3 separate regions of the Mus musculus genome follow, and all the other regions are linked to region 2. The links are chromatin contacts, called in public ChIA-PET and Micro-C maps. All regions are on one chromosome and are shown on one strand. Each heading gives the region's core, a stretch centred on a gene start, on an enhancer-like site or on the middle of the called end of the contact. The rest is flanking DNA. Distances are from core to core; before and after follow the strand shown. Region 1 overlaps Marchf1 (membrane associated ring-CH-type finger 1). Region 2 overlaps Marchf1 (membrane associated ring-CH-type finger 1). Region 3 overlaps Marchf1 (membrane associated ring-CH-type finger 1).

The links. ChIA-PET counts read pairs in DNA pulled down with a chosen protein or histone mark. A called contact is a pair of places that touch in the nucleus more often than the background predicts.
Region 1: a Micro-C map of the G1E-ER4 cell line shows a contact between it and region 2. The contact joins two enhancer-like sites. A contact is called at or near these places in 1 of 15 datasets of contacts at CTCF or cohesin (the G1E-ER4 cell line), 1 of 484 Hi-C or Micro-C datasets (the G1E-ER4 cell line) and 1 of 9 other capture datasets (adipose tissue).
Region 3: a contact with region 2 is called in an SMC1A ChIA-PET map of the G1E-ER4 cell line, with 14 read pairs. The contact joins two enhancer-like sites. A contact is called at or near these places in 1 of 15 datasets of contacts at CTCF or cohesin (the G1E-ER4 cell line) and 1 of 484 Hi-C or Micro-C datasets (the G1E-ER4 cell line).

The regions. Positions count from the first base shown.
Region 1 is chr8:66,187,377-66,190,076 of GRCm38.p6, forward strand. All of the region lies in intron 4 of Marchf1 (membrane associated ring-CH-type finger 1), which reads left to right. Among named protein-coding and RNA genes, the nearest start is that of Gm24205, 190 kb to the left of the region's middle. Within about 2 kb of position 1,390, at least 2 of the 459 cell types and tissues checked have an H3K27ac peak or open chromatin away from gene starts, as enhancers often do. A contact at or near this core is called in the G1E-ER4 cell line, where this site is marked.
Region 2 is chr8:65,956,320-65,959,113 of GRCm38.p6, forward strand. All of the region lies in intron 2 of Marchf1 (membrane associated ring-CH-type finger 1), which reads left to right. Among named protein-coding and RNA genes, the nearest start is that of Gm24205, 45 kb to the right of the region's middle. Within about 2 kb of position 1,367, at least 2 of the 459 cell types and tissues checked have an H3K27ac peak or open chromatin away from gene starts, as enhancers often do. A contact at or near this core is called in the G1E-ER4 cell line, where this site is marked.
Region 3 is chr8:65,741,707-65,744,604 of GRCm38.p6, forward strand. The region is part of intron 1 of Marchf1 (membrane associated ring-CH-type finger 1); the gene reads left to right. Among named protein-coding and RNA genes, the nearest start is that of Gm23515, 75 kb to the left of the region's middle. Within about 2 kb of position 1,520, at least 2 of the 459 cell types and tissues checked have an H3K27ac peak or open chromatin away from gene starts, as enhancers often do. A contact at or near this core is called in the G1E-ER4 cell line, where this site is marked.

The DNA of each region.
Region 1 (2,700 bases), core at 140-2,639, 230 kb after region 2:
TTACAAAAGTGTTTTGAGGCTGTTTACACTGATCCATTATATTCTCATATAAAATATGAGAGCAACCATTTTTCTCCTCTGAATTTCTGATAAATTGACCTTTTATGTTCAGTGTGTGAGAATGCATGGTGCTTGTCCTTCTGTGTCTGCTGACTTGATTCATTTTTCCACAGTGGTCTTCAGTTCCTTCTGGGTAGATAGCAGAGATAACAGAAGTTCCTCCTTCTCATAGCTGGATAGTACTATGATTGTTTTATATGCACCTCTCTCTCTGTCTCTCTGTCTCTCTCTGTCTCTGTCTCTCTCTCTCTGTGTGTGTGAGTGTGTGTGTGTGTGTGTGTGTGTGTGTGTGTATGTGTGTGTGTGTGTGGCTTGCATGCCTTATATCAGTTTATGGAGAGTTTGGGGAGTCCAGAGGGAGTAGAAATGTTGAACAATGAGTACAAGTTATAATCAGAATCAGATTTAAGAAAGAAGCTATCATGTATTGAAAAACAAAAACAGAATTAACATGATGCCTGTAGTTTGGTTAATATTACTCTATAAATGTTACATTATTCATTTTGATAAATATCCTTAGTTAAAATGCTAATATCAGGGCTAGATTTTTGTTATAGCCCTACAACTCCTCTGCAAATTTATCATCATTTCAAACTCAAACAGAATTTTTTATTACTGTGAAAATTATTATTACACTAATTTTGTCACCTTAAACAGTTTTTTTTTATCGTTTCTTTTTTTTTTCCATTTTTATTAGGTATTTAGCTCATTTACATTTCCAATGCTATACCAAAAGTCCCCCATACCCATCTTGTGAGACTATGCCGGGGACTAGCAAACACAGAAGTGGATGCTCACAGTCAGCTAATGGATGGATCACAGGGCTCCCAATGGAGGAGCTAGAGAAAGTAGCCAAGGAGCTAAAGGGATCTGCAACCCTATAGGCGGAACAACATTATGAACTAACCAGTACCCCAGAGCTCTTGACTCTAGCTGCATATGTATCAAAAGATGGCCTAGTCGGCCATCACTGGAAAGAGAGACCCATTGGACACACCTTAAACAGTTTTAAGAGTAAAGTTGAATGGTGCCAAGAATAGCCGCATTGTCATGAAACAGGTGTGCATTATGCAAATATGAATCCCTGTCCATTAAATTCTAATTCCCCCTCCACAAGCCCTGCCCCTTAGCAACCATCCTATTTTCTGTCTCCATGGTTTTAACTAATTTAGATTCTTTAGATGAGTAGAATCACACAGTATTTTTGGCTAGTTTATGTCACCTATTATAATGTTCTCGAAGTTTACCCTTAGCATAGTCTGTGACAGATGATCTTCCAGTATAGCACTGAGTAACATTCCTAAACGATCTTTGTTTACTCATTTGCCCATGGATATTTGAGGCCATGGCTCTCTGTGTCATCTGTTGTCAATAATCCTTCAAGGGACATGATAACTAAAAATGCTCTAAGATTTCATTTTAAATTCTTTTGGATATATACCTAGAAGTGAGGTGGTTGGATCATGTGACCATTTTGTTTGTCTTTTCTCAGAACTCTATATTGTTTTCCACAATGACTACACCATTTTACAGTCTTATCAATACTGAACAAATGGACCCACTACCCACTATCCCACATCGTTGCTTGTTACTTTCTGGCTTGTTTGTTTGGGAATGTGTGTGTGTGTGTGTGTGTGTGTGTATCTCCTGACCTTGAACTCAATGTCCGTCTCCTGCTTAAAACTCTGAGGTTCTGACATAAAAAGGGTATGCCCTTTCTGAGTTTTTTTTTTTAATATAGCAACTATGATGGTTAATCCCAATTGGCACCTTAGTGAAATCTGTTATCATTTAGAAGTCAAGTCAGAGACTTGCCTGAGGGGTATATCTTGACAAGGAATACCACTGAGGTTGAAATCCCACCTGCTGTGAGTGGCACCATCTCCTTCCCTAGGATCCTGGTTTATATAGAATGGGTGCGATGACACAAACATAAGCATTCCCGTGTCTCTGCTTCTTGACTATGGATGCCATGTGACCAGTCATCTCCAGATCCTGTTCCTGTATCTTCCCTGGAACATCAAACTGATCCAAAAGTATCTGTTGTCAGGAAAGAGAAGACACCCAAACAGAAATCACTGTGATGTGCATGTCAGGCACCTCACTGTGGTTTTAATTTGTGCTCCTCAAATGATGAATGATTTGAACATCTTTACAAATGTTTGATGGACATTTGTACATTATCTTCTAGGAAAATTCAGCGTTGTGTACTAGTGGTAGTTTCATTTTGTGGCTGTGACTCATACCACAGCCTAAGCAACTCAGGGGAGGGAAGGATTTATCTAACTTACACTTTAACTCTATCATTAAAGGATATTGGAGCAGAATCTCACACAGGTATTTGCATCGTAAGTGATGAAGAGATGCTGCTTTCTGGCTTAATCTGTCTCAAAAATTCACACTTTTCTAGCTTTCTTATTCAGTATAGAACAACCTGACCAGAGAATGTTACTGTCCATAGTGGGCTGGATCAATTAGCCATCAATGCAATAGTTACTGTCATACCCAGAGCCTAATCTGATCTGGGCAGTGCTGCAAGTGGGATTCTATTCACATGTGACCCCTAAGCTATGTCAGTTCAGAGTGAAAACTGACAGGATCAGCATCCTTTGCCCACTTTTAAACTAAGTTTGATACTTG
Region 2 (2,794 bases), core at 117-2,616:
AGCAAACAAATGAACCAAACTTTAGAATTTGTGCCCTGAAGAATGATTTCATTATTCAGTATAAACAATAAGTATTTTAACTCAAAAAATGTTTTCTACAGTGCATGTATGCATATGTGAAGGTACAACTGTGCAAGCATACATGCAGAGGCCCCAGGATGTCATGGAATGTCTTCTTTACATGCTTTCTACCTTACTCAAGGAGGCAGTATCTCTTCCCTAGTGCCTGAGCTCACTGTTGAAGCTTCTTCTTGTAGCCAGCATGCAGTGTGAAATCTCATATTCCAAGTCCTGGGATTGCATATGGGCCACCACACTTGCTTGGATTTTACAGGTGTGTGATGAATCTCTGATCTCCTGTTCTCATAGTTGTATGGCAAGCACTACACGCAGTGAGTCTTTTCCCCAGCCCCAAGTACTTTTCAGTTATTTTTGAAGCTAGTATATACAAAGTCCCAATGTATTGGGTTCAAATGGGATAAAAAAAACAAACAAACAAACAAAGACAACCATCAACAACAAAAAAACCCACACACTGTTGTGGGGTTGTTTGAATCACCTCTCATTTTGCTGTTTTGTTGTTGTTGTTTTCCTGGTAAGTCAAAGAATAGACTACAAAATTCAGGTCTTTGTGGGTTTTTTTTTCTTAACTCATTTTCTTCTAAGCACTTCCATTTCCTCTCATCCTTTAACCCTCCCCCCCCACACACACACACTGTAATCTCACAGTCACAGTGGAATTTTCTGTTACAAAGCCATACTGATTCATCCATGCTGAAAATTGTGCTGAAGTTGTTATCTGTACTGCCCAGGTTACGAGCCTTGGTTTATCCCCCTAATCACCAAGTAGGGCCTGGTCTATCAATCTTAACTCCTCTGAAAAGCTGTTTTCCTCATGCTTCCTTGCATATCACGCAGGCTCTAATTGCATTCAGCAACTCAGTAAACATACCGTGAAGTTGCTTCGATGTAATTAAAAAGGGTGGCACTCACATATGTCACTGGGGGCGAGGACTTTTCTTTTGTGTTGGAGAGAATGCCTCACAAGAAATGTTTGAATGAAAAGAAAGTTTGATCTTAAAGAAGGATGAGAAAGTAGAGGGCAAATTACTGTGCACAGTCACATGGAATCAACAGCAGCATTGCTTCTTCAGCAGAGAGTTGATAGCCAGAATAAAATTTCTTCCCAGAAGAAGTATTGCTTTTGGGATAAAAACAAAAAAAATCCCTTTTTGTGTTTTGTTTGTTTGCTTGTTGTTATTTTTTATTCTTTACATTTATTACCAGAAGGCACCATGCATGCCTCCAGAGGAAGGAGGCAGCCAACAGTTCTGCTCTGCTCTGATGCCTGTGAGGTTCACTAACCAGCATGTCAGGATAAGCTGAAGTTATCAGATAACTTAGTGGCAGGCTCACTTGGTGGTAACCAACAGCTCTCCCATTGGACTTGCTTCATTTTTGAAGTTTAGAAAAAAGAGAGGAAATATATAAAACTCATATTTTAAATATCAAAACCCAGTAGAATTCTTATTTTTCTTCAGAACAGCAGTCTTTCTTTCCCTTCTCCTTCCTCCCTTCCTTCTTGCTCCATTTTTTTTTTCTGGAAGTTGCCTCTGTGCTTCACATACTCTACTACCAACCCACATCCCTGATACTCAGTTGCATACCATGTTTTTACTTCCAATATTTGCGACATTCATTAAATAAACTGCTTCTTCAAAATTAGTCATTTGTAGGCAGTGATTGAAATAACTGAGGACATACATGGGGGGAAAAGACCTCAGAAAATAAAATATCTATTCTACCTTTAAACACCGGCCTCCAACATCTTCCTATACTCCCATGTGGAATACAGAGTAGGCAAGGTATCTAGGCTGTGTGTTCCAGAGAAGCTGGCCCCTCAGAGATCCCAATGGGGGTAACATAAAAGTGAATGATAAGAACTGAATTGGAGTGAGTACTGCTCAGATTCTACTCTTCATCACTTAACTTCTATTGTCCTTCTCTTAAGCTAAAATACAAAGGCATTTCTAACACAGAGGAAAAATGAAGACACCCTGGAGCTACCATGTATAGATTAACAAGGAAAAACCATTTCAACTACACTACCACCTAGATCATAGACTGCAGGAGTCCAGCTATTTTCCTGTTCACCAGAGTTCCCTCATGCCAATAAGTGTCCAAAATTCCCTGTAAAGACTTGAGGGAAACTTTATAGTGTCATGTGCAAAGGAAACTTGACTGAGTCTAGAAGCAACTAAAATGCAAGGTGATGGGCATCTCTATAACAGACATTCTCTTTTTATTATTCACTTTAAATACCAATATCAACTACCGCTCACCTCCCTTCACTTCTCCTTTGAGAAAGGAATCCCCCTGTAGGTAACACCTGCCTCCTACACACACACACACACACACACACACACACACACACACACACCAAGTTCCTGTAGCGCTAGGCATATCCTATCCAAATGAGGCCAGACAAGGCAGTACATTTAGGGGAATGTGATGGATAGGCAGGCAGGCAACATATTCAGGGAGAGCTCCTGATCTGCTGTTGGGGACCAAGATGCTTATTGGCTGCATATGTCCCATGCTTGCTTTTTGGCCTATCTAATGTTTTGCTGTGGGTCTCTGCCTCTCTTTTCATTGGCTGCTGGGTGGAATCTCTCAGATAACAGTGATGCTATGTTCCTGACTGCAACCATAACAAAGTATCATTAATGGTGTCAGGGATTGTTTCATGCCAGTGGGATGGGTCTCGACTTGGGACAGTCATTCATTGGCCATT
Region 3 (2,898 bases), core at 270-2,769, 210 kb before region 2:
TGAGAAAGTAAGATAGATATCATCCTTAGGAAAAAAATGTTAGTATTTTTCTACCATTGTGATGAAAGAACCCGAGAAAAACCTTCAAAGGGTGCAAGATTTATTGTCTGATGGTTTCAGGGGTTTGAGTCCATAGATGGTTAGCTCCATCACTTTGGCCCTGTGGTGATGTAGGACACCATAGAAGATCAAAGAAGCGAATTCCAGACTGGCCAGGATGTAAAGAGAACAAGAGGAAGGATCTGGGCACTACACACACACACACACACACACACACACACACACACACTCCCCATGCCTCCTAACTATAGAGATGACGGGCTCATCTGACCACTCTCCAGGCTCTAAACTTTATAACACATAACATTTGTTGATTCCCTTTGATGCTGCTCATTTTCCATCTGACTTCCCTATGTCTGTAATTTGCAGGCATAGTTCAAACTTCAGACGCCTCAGTACTGGAGGGAATGCAGAGTCTAAAGCATGACTGTTGGGAGCAGGGGCTCAGGATGAGGCTACATTTAACAGCAGCTTCCAAGGCTTCATGGGTCAGAAGTTTACTCCTGGGTTCTGTGCCTCTCTCCTTCCCTTCCCTTCATGATCTCCAGTGATTATTTTTATTTTGAGAATATATATATATATATATATATATATATATATATATATATATATACATGGATATATATACATATATATCCATGTGTACACACTCCAACATTATATAATTATCTTCATTCTTTTTTCCCATAGATGTGAGGCAAAAGTGAAATAATTCATCAGTATTTTCCCTTCAGAAGGCAAAAATTTAGAGACTGTAAAAATACCATTAAATACCAATGGTTTAGTCCATATTTAGTTATATAGTAAACTCACATTTTAGTAAATTGCAGAAGCTAAGAATTTTTAAGATGTTTACTTTTAATCAGAGTTGTTCAGATAAAACAAACAAACAAACAACAATAAACAAAAAAAAGAAACTTCTAGTATATTTCAGGTTTAGGAATCATTATTTCTTCAAATAATTTGAATAATTTTCTCTTTTAGAATTTTATCCTGTGATTGTTTACCTAAAATAGAAATGAGTAATTTCTTAAACAAAATGCATTTGAAGGCACATTTGCATAAGTTTGTTTATCTATATTTTACATTATTTTCCTTGGTTGATTAAAATGAGTGTTCTACTTACTATTTTGTGAGTCTTAAAACACATCCTTTGGGTTTCTAGGCCAACGATTACTTCACTAAAGTATGGACTGTCCTGTGGAGAATTACACAGGAGTAGTTATTAAAACCATACACAGGTTTGGTGTAAGCTAGGTTTTGAAATTCTCAACCTCATTTTGGATCATGGAAACAAATTCTACAATAGAAAGTTTTAAATTATCAATATGACAAAGCAATCTACCTCTGTTTCCATCTGGTCTCCAGATAATGAAACCACATCTATTTATTACCCTGGAAAACAAGTTTTAGGTAATAACTTGTTGATTGTTTCCATGTGAATTTTCTTGGGCCTGAGGCTAAAGATTAACATCTGTGGGGGTGTGGGAGGTTGGCCTAAGAGAGATAGCAATGGACAAAGTTGCCTGGGCAGACAATTGCTTTCATTCTAAGTAAGAGGCCTTATTGCTCCCATCCTCATGGCTTACACTGTAGTTTTACCTTCTTTCCATTTCCCCAGAAAAGAACATGTGGGGATTTGGTAAATAAGATTAGGAGCTCTGTCTGACAGCTCTTATGAATTAGATGTATAGACAGGATAGAACTCTGTACAAGCACCAAAAAGCAAGTTCCAATAAGTTCTGTTAGGAAAACATTTCAGAACCAACTCTGAGAAAAGAGTGTGTGGCTTACAATACATATTTAAGCTTTGGTAGTGACTGGCACATTGATCAGTATGTACATTAGAATAGTTGAGCAGTAAAGTTGTTCTTTTTTATTGGCTATTTTATTTATTTACATTTCAAATGTTGTCCCTCTTCCCAGTTTCTCCTCTACAAACTTCCTATTCCCTCCCCCTCCCCCTGCTTCTATGAAAGTGCTCCCCCAACCCACCCACTCCTACCTCACTGCCCTAGCATTCCCCTAAGCTGGGGCATCAAGCCTCCACAGGGTGAAGGGGTTCTCCTTCCATAGATACCAGATAAGGCAATCCTCTGCTACATATGCAGCTGGAGCCATGGTCCCTCCATGTGTACTCTTTGGTTGGTGGTTTATGATCTGGTTGGTTGATATTGTTGTTCTTCCTGTGGGTTGCAAAACCCTTCAGCTCCTTTGGGCCTTCCCTTAACTCCTCCACTGGGGTCCCTGAGCTCACTCTGATGCTTTACTGTGAGTCTCCACATCTGTATTGGTCAGGCTCTGGCACAGCCTCTCAGAGGACAGCTATACCGAACTCCTGTCAGCAAGAGCTTCTTGGCATCCGCAATAGTGTCTGGGTTTGGTGTCTGCAGATGGGATGGATCCCTAGGTAGAGCAGTCTCTGGATGGCCTTTCCTTCAGACTCTGCTCCACTCTTTGTGCCTTAATTTCCTTTTGATAAGAGCAATTCTGGATTAATATTTTTGAGATGGTAGGTGGCCCCATCTCTCAGCCTGGGGCCATAACTACCTACTGGATATGATCTCTACAGTTCTATCTTCCCCCTTTGAGTATTTCAGCTGAAAGATGTTCTTAGCAATGTGTTTCAACCACACTTGTGGCTCTACTACTTGTCACCAACCAAGGACATTTATCAAGTCTTTAAATACTTCTCAAAAGAAAAGAAAAACAAAAAAATCATGCCCAGTTCTAAGAGAAGTAAAAGTACACATTCAAATGTTCCTAGTAGATGGCCAGGCCTTGAATCTTTATTTTTATTTGTCTTTGATTAATTTTTCTCCTCTTTTTCCCCCATAT